Linked DNA regions of Mus musculus: region 2 is linked to region 1. The links are chromatin contacts, called in public Micro-C maps. All regions are on one chromosome and are shown on one strand. Each heading gives the region's core, a stretch centred on a gene start, on an enhancer-like site or on the middle of the called end of the contact. The rest is flanking DNA. Distances are from core to core; before and after follow the strand shown.

Region 1 (2,777 bases), core at 103-2,602:
TCATATTGATATCTTTTTTTTTTTTCTTCTTGAGCATTTTTAGGCAAGTGTTGTATTTTCATCTTAGAGCAGTCTTAAGTTTGTTGTCTTATTTTGAGCTAGGATCTTGTATAACTCTGACTGGCCATTAGTTCAGAGATGGGCCATTTCTGAGTACTGAGATTAAAAGTGTGCACCACTGGGCTGGAGACATGACTCAGTGGTTAAGAGCACTGACTGCTCTTCCAGAGTTCAATTCCCAGCAACCACATGGTGGCTCACAACCATCTGTAGTGGGATCAGATGCCCTCTTCTGGTGTGTCTGAAGACAGCAACAGTGTATTCACATACATAAAACAAATAAATCTATGAATTTAAAAAAAAAGAAAAAGAGGCAACCCTGACAGGGTCCACATTTTTTTTTTTTAAAAAGTGTATACCACTGTGCCCTGCTTAAAAGATGAAATTCTAGTACTTATAGGGGAATTTTACTATTTTGATAACTTTGTACCATAAAATAGTCCCCTAAAGTACTGAGGGTTGAGACCATTGGCTCCACGCGCTCGTCCAAGCACTCTGACAACTGTGTTACTTCCTTGGCCCTGTTCTTTAAGAGTAAAATAATTTTCTGTTTCATAGTTATAGATTGCCCTTCACTGGGGGATAGAACCTCCTTCGTTCTCTACTTTATAGACCTTCTAGTGATTTGGAAGGGTTAATGTGGGCATGTTGATCATGTTATATTTTCTGTGTTATTCTCAATCTTTAAATCTTTATTAAATAAAGATTTACTTAGAAATTTTATTTGGGAAAACATTCTCAGAAACACAGTGTTGGGTTATCTTTTTAGTTCATTAGGAATGAAACACAACTAAATTTAGGAATTCTTCAGCCACATTTCCTTAATGAAGCCTTACGTTTGAGTCAGTCCTTTGCGCCCAGAAGGCTAAAGCAGCACTCAATGGAGCTGATATATATGCCGGATGTTGCACACTAAAAATTGAATATGCAAGGGTAAGCATTTCTTTCGACAGTCTACCAAAGGAATATTTATACTTGGGTATTCAATTTAAACTTACTTATCTTCACTTTCCACAGCCAACTCGTCTAAATGTTATTAGGAATGACAATGACAGTTGGGACTACACTAAACCTTATTTGGGAAGACGAGGTAGGTATTTTACGAATTTTAGAATGTACTGAGATCTGCTGAGAAACTTTACAAGCAGTCGCATTCTTTTTTTTCTGAGATGAGCTAGTTAATTAAAATGAAAATCTTGTTGAATGCTTTTGTTACAAAAGTCCGTGTAATGCTGGAAATTAACCTTGGACATTAGTGCCCCCTACTGGTACCTGCTGAGCTTATTTATATTTAGTTCAACAAGGAGCCCTCACATACAGGCACGCCCGCAGTTCAAGGACTTGCATTTCTCCAAGCAGCTCTCTCTCTTTGGAGGAGAGGAAACTGATTCAGAATATTCCTTACAAACTGCAAACTTGCACACTGCTTCTCTATGGAAAGGACTTTTCCCCCAAGCTGGACGAGGCATTCAGAAGGCTAGAGGACTCCGGCAGGCTGACTCTACACTTCATCATGCACAACACCGGCATCAGCAAAGCCCTCTGAAAAACTCAGACTTGCAATTCACCTTGACTGCATACTACATGCATCATCAGCCCAAGTTTGTAAAGGACGACATTTAACAGTACTTCAGACTTGCATGGGATGAACACCATGATAGACTGTGCCCATTTATTCAAGTTGTATGTATACTGATCGGATTTCCCTTAAGGTTCCAGTTGTAGAGTTTTTATTTATGAAAACTAGACTTTATGTAATGTTGTAAAGTTTACTGCCCATTGATGTAACTGTATTCAGCTTAGATTTTAAATTGTTAATTGGTTTTTAACCAGGGGTCAGTTTATCTACACACCTTGGGGATTGATAATGCTTAACCAATTCACACAGACGTTAAAGATCTGTGGGTAGAAAGGTGTGGTTTGTCTGAGGATAAGCTGGTCAGTGGTGTGAAGCACGCGCTTAGTGTGAATCCACCCTGTGTTTGATCCTCAGCACAAAAAAGTACACATTGTGGCATATAAGTTTACTTTGTTATTGTTTTTGTTTTTCCCTAATTATGAACATGAACAGAGGGTCTAACAAAATGAAAAGGTGCATTATATGTAAAAGATGTTTTTCTGTGTGGTTTGATTTTTGTAAGTGGTTGTTTATAAGTTGTCACATTTTGTAACAAAGGGTTTTTTTACTTATGTTAATTTGTGTAACCAGAAAATTTGACATTTCAAATATAGGTGAAAATAACGTGTCCTTTTCAAGATAGAATATATCTAAACTTGATAAATCTGAATATTAAGAGCATTTCATTTGAAATGCATTTCCACCAGTAGCCTATAAATGCTAAATTTCACAAGCATAGGTTTCACTGATAAATTGTTAAGTAACTGGTAATTTTGAAATATACAAATTAAAATGTCAATCTTGTAAAAACAAGGGGGCTTCAGTATTGGCTACATTCCAGCTACAGTATTAACAGTGGACTCCATATTAGAAAAACCCTAGGTGGGTGTCTGTAAAGTTAGCTAGAAACCACCGTCCAGAATACCTTGAGCAGTGCTTGACGGTACGTGTGCTTAGCCGAAGGAAGGAGAGTGAGACACAGTGTTCACACAGATACTACGATTGACTACTTTTGCTCTCAGTTTCCAGGAAACCATTTCATCTTATGCATGCAATTGTAAATAGGCTTGTTTCATAAAATGTATTTTTGTTAGACCCC
Region 2 (3,030 bases), core at 59-2,558, 120 kb before region 1:
TCTAATAATTGAATTTTATTTTTCTGTGTACAGGTATCTCTTGCCTGTCTGTTTGTCTGTGTACCACGTGTGTGCCTCCTGAGTTCTCAGCTTCCTCAAATGAAGCACCCGGTGATACTTATTTGAAAGGGTTGTTCAGGGGTTAGGAAGCACTCAGCTGGTAGACTAGTCATCTAGCCTGGGGTATATGAGACAGCTTCAAAATAAGTAAGCAAAGAAAACAACAGCCAGGATGTGGTATAGCGTATCTGTGATACCAGCGTGCCAGGCATATACATATTTAACCTCACACTCGGGGATGGGGGGTCGGGGTAGAGACAGGCAGATCTCTTCAAGTTTGGGGCCAGCCTGGTTTTGTTTTTTAAGACAGAGTCTCCCTGTGTGGCTCTGGCTGTCCTGGAACTTGCTCTGTAGACCAGGTTAGCCTTAGACTCAGATCTATTTGCTTCTGCCTCCTGATTAAAGTCCTTTGCCACCGTCACCCTGCATAGGCCAGCTTGGTTTAAGTAGCATGTTCAAGGCCAGTTGGAACTATACAATAAGACTCTCTCCAGAACCAAATTTAAATAAATATTAAAAAAAGAAAAAAAAGCCAGGCGGTAGTGGTGTAAACACTTACTCCCAGCTACACTTACTCGGGAGGCAGAGGTGGATCTCTTGAGTTCAAGGCCATCCTGGTCCACAGATTGAGTTCCAGGACAGCCAGGGCTAAAACAGAGAAACCCTGTCTTGAGAAACCAAAAGGAAGAAAAATGAAAAGCCTTTTCAATACTTTGACCCGGTGGACAATGAGCAAGGTGATATCCTTCCCCAGGGACACCCAGCTGCTGCTGAGCTCTGGGATCCAGATGTGATGCCTTCCAGCTGTGACACCCCAGGATTACTGGGGTGTGAGACAAAAGCAGCGAAGCTGGGTGTCGACTTGCGGAATACTCTGTGATATTGGGTTATTTTTTTCTTCTTTCTTTTAAAACTTTTAATTTTGAGACAGCGTCTCATATCGCCCAGGCTGCCCTTGAGCTTGTACAGCTGAGAAGGCTGACCTTTTCTAAGCCTGCCTCTACCACCTGTGCTGAGGTCATGGGTGTGGCCACCACGATTGGTTTTATGCAGTACCGAGGATGGCCCAGAGACCTCATTCATGCTCTGTGGCATTCAACCAACTGAGCTTCATCCCCACCCATTTGTGTCTTAATAGAACTTTCAGCTAGCCTGATTTAAGGAAACCGCTGGCTGAAAGCCATTAGCTGAAGACTGACTTGAGGAACACACGTTTAGTGATGGAGCCCACGAATGGCGTGCTAGAGGGAGGAGGGAGAACACAGGGAGCTACTGTCCACTGGAGACCATAGAGGAGCTGGGGAGAGCAACAGAAGGGGAGAAATGGTGCCAAAATGAGAAAGCAACATACGCTCCTGCAGGCTAGCTGGAGCTTTGTTGATAGCTGCTTGGAAGGAGACTCAAGGACCACCAGCAGCAGCAGAACATGCCTCACCTACGGGCTTGTGAGAATCACGGACCCAGTAGCTCAATCAGAGAATGCGGAGGCAGAATCTGTATTTAACGACCTCCCCAGTGATTGGTATGCACAGACCTGAGCACTGAGGCGCTGCTACACAACGGGAAAAAAAAAGATAGAGGGAAGAAAAGCTGGCAACAGGAAGCACTCCCGAGCAGAATTCTGGTCTCCATGGGGACGGCCCAGCTGTGCTTACAGCCCAGCTGCTCCAATTACGTCTGTCTCTTTAGCTAGTCAGGTTGGGAATAGCCAGAAAGATTTGCATGAGGAGGCCTGCAGTAATGGGGCTCCTGGGCACAGGTATTCGTCTGATATCTAATTAAGCCATCTTGGTTAAGTCATCTCCTGAATGGCAGTTATTATTTTAGGAAGCGACATAAAGAGGATGATAATGAAAGGTGACACCCTGGGTGGGAATTCTTACTTCATTCCAGCAGCCAACAAGGAAAAGCACCTTGGGACTTTCCTGTAGAGGTAGCATTTTGGAAACATTTCACAGACCCCTCGGTCTCAGCACTCCTCTGCACTTTTCCTCTGCTGTCTGGTTGTGTTGATGATGTCATTCCGATACCATGTGGGTGGGTCCCGCTCTCCCCAATCTCTTTCTCACTCCACTGAGGGCTTTCTGATTTTTTTGACTCTGACTCAAAGGAAGGAGGGTGTCGCTTCCAGATATGACGTGACATCCACAGCAGGAAGAGCTGAGCTGAGCCGCAGGTCACTTTCAGATGAGAGGGCAATTCTTCATGGTTAACCCACATAAGGCATTTCCTGACAGTGTTTTTCCATCTTAGATGGCCATCAGCACTGAACACAGGGATTTGCCATTAGTTAAGAAGTTCACTCTGCCGTGGCTCTCTGCCCAGCTGTGGCCTTCATGCCTTCTGGCTGTACCGCAGGTGTGAGGTTCCAGATAGGTCTGATCTTCTCCAGAGACCGCCAGGTCCCTGGTGTCACCGTATTTTCTTACTATGTATCCTACCATCCTTCACATCCTTTGATACTTATGAAAGACCCATTGTCTACAGCCTAAGCTACTGGCTTAGTGACCTTTCTTGACCTGTCTAACACTCTGACCTCCTGCCCTTGGATCTGACAGAAACCCTAACTGTGGGCCAATCCACGTTCTTTGTCCAGACTTCTGAAAGAACCAGGAGAAAATTCACAGACTGAGGCTATTCACATTCATCATTTGGATTCCCCAAGTTCTCCCACAACCATTTCAGTTCTCAAGTCAGTTTCCCTCTCCCTTAAAACCTTTCTACCTTGAGTGGTACCCAACCTCTCCGTGACACCCTCTCCCCTCTTCCCTGCCTCTTCCCTTTCTCATAAGCTGTTGAGGATAGACAGACCCCACCCCCAGCCCCCAGGCCTCAAGGATTCTGTGTTCAAGTTACCTTAGCTGATAACAGCTCACAGGCCCACACTCTCTGACACAAACTGGCTTCTGCCCTGATCACGCTATCAGGTGGGGTTAGCTGGGACAGATTCTCCTCTGCTCTCTGCCTGGC

The links. Hi-C and Micro-C count contacts between places; a contact is called where the count stands out from the background.
Region 2: a contact with region 1 is called in a Micro-C map of granulosa cells, with 4 times the contacts expected there. The contact joins two enhancer-like sites. A contact is called at or near these places in 3 of 39 promoter capture datasets (the SN4741 cell line, cranial neural crest and liver), 4 of 15 datasets of contacts at CTCF or cohesin (CD8 T cells, the NIH/3T3 cell line and pro-B cells), 139 of 484 Hi-C or Micro-C datasets (the 3T3-L1 cell line, 3T3-L1-derived adipocytes, the 63-12 cell line and 90 more), 44 of 115 datasets of contacts at active chromatin or transcription factors (the 230-238 cell line, CD4 T cells, CD8 T cells and 33 more) and 5 of 9 other capture datasets (adipose tissue, embryonic stem cells, embryonic tail and 2 more).

The regions. Positions count from the first base shown.
Region 1 is chr17:80,046,981-80,049,757 of GRCm38.p6, reverse strand. Hnrnpll (heterogeneous nuclear ribonucleoprotein L-like) reads left to right here. Exons shown (of 13, transcript NM_144802.4): 5 at 897-993; 6 at 1,078-1,150. Among named protein-coding and RNA genes, the nearest start is that of 4933407O12Rik, 14 kb to the left of the region's middle. Within about 2 kb of position 1,352, at least 2 of the 459 cell types and tissues checked have an H3K27ac peak or open chromatin away from gene starts, as enhancers often do. A contact at or near this core is called in granulosa cells, where this site is marked.
Region 2 is chr17:80,167,194-80,170,223 of GRCm38.p6, reverse strand. The region is part of intron 4 of Galm (galactose mutarotase); the gene reads right to left. Among named protein-coding and RNA genes, the nearest start is that of Gm51284, 26 kb to the left of the region's middle. Within about 2 kb of position 1,308, at least 159 of the 459 cell types and tissues checked have an H3K27ac peak or open chromatin away from gene starts, as enhancers often do. A contact at or near this core is called in granulosa cells, where this site is marked.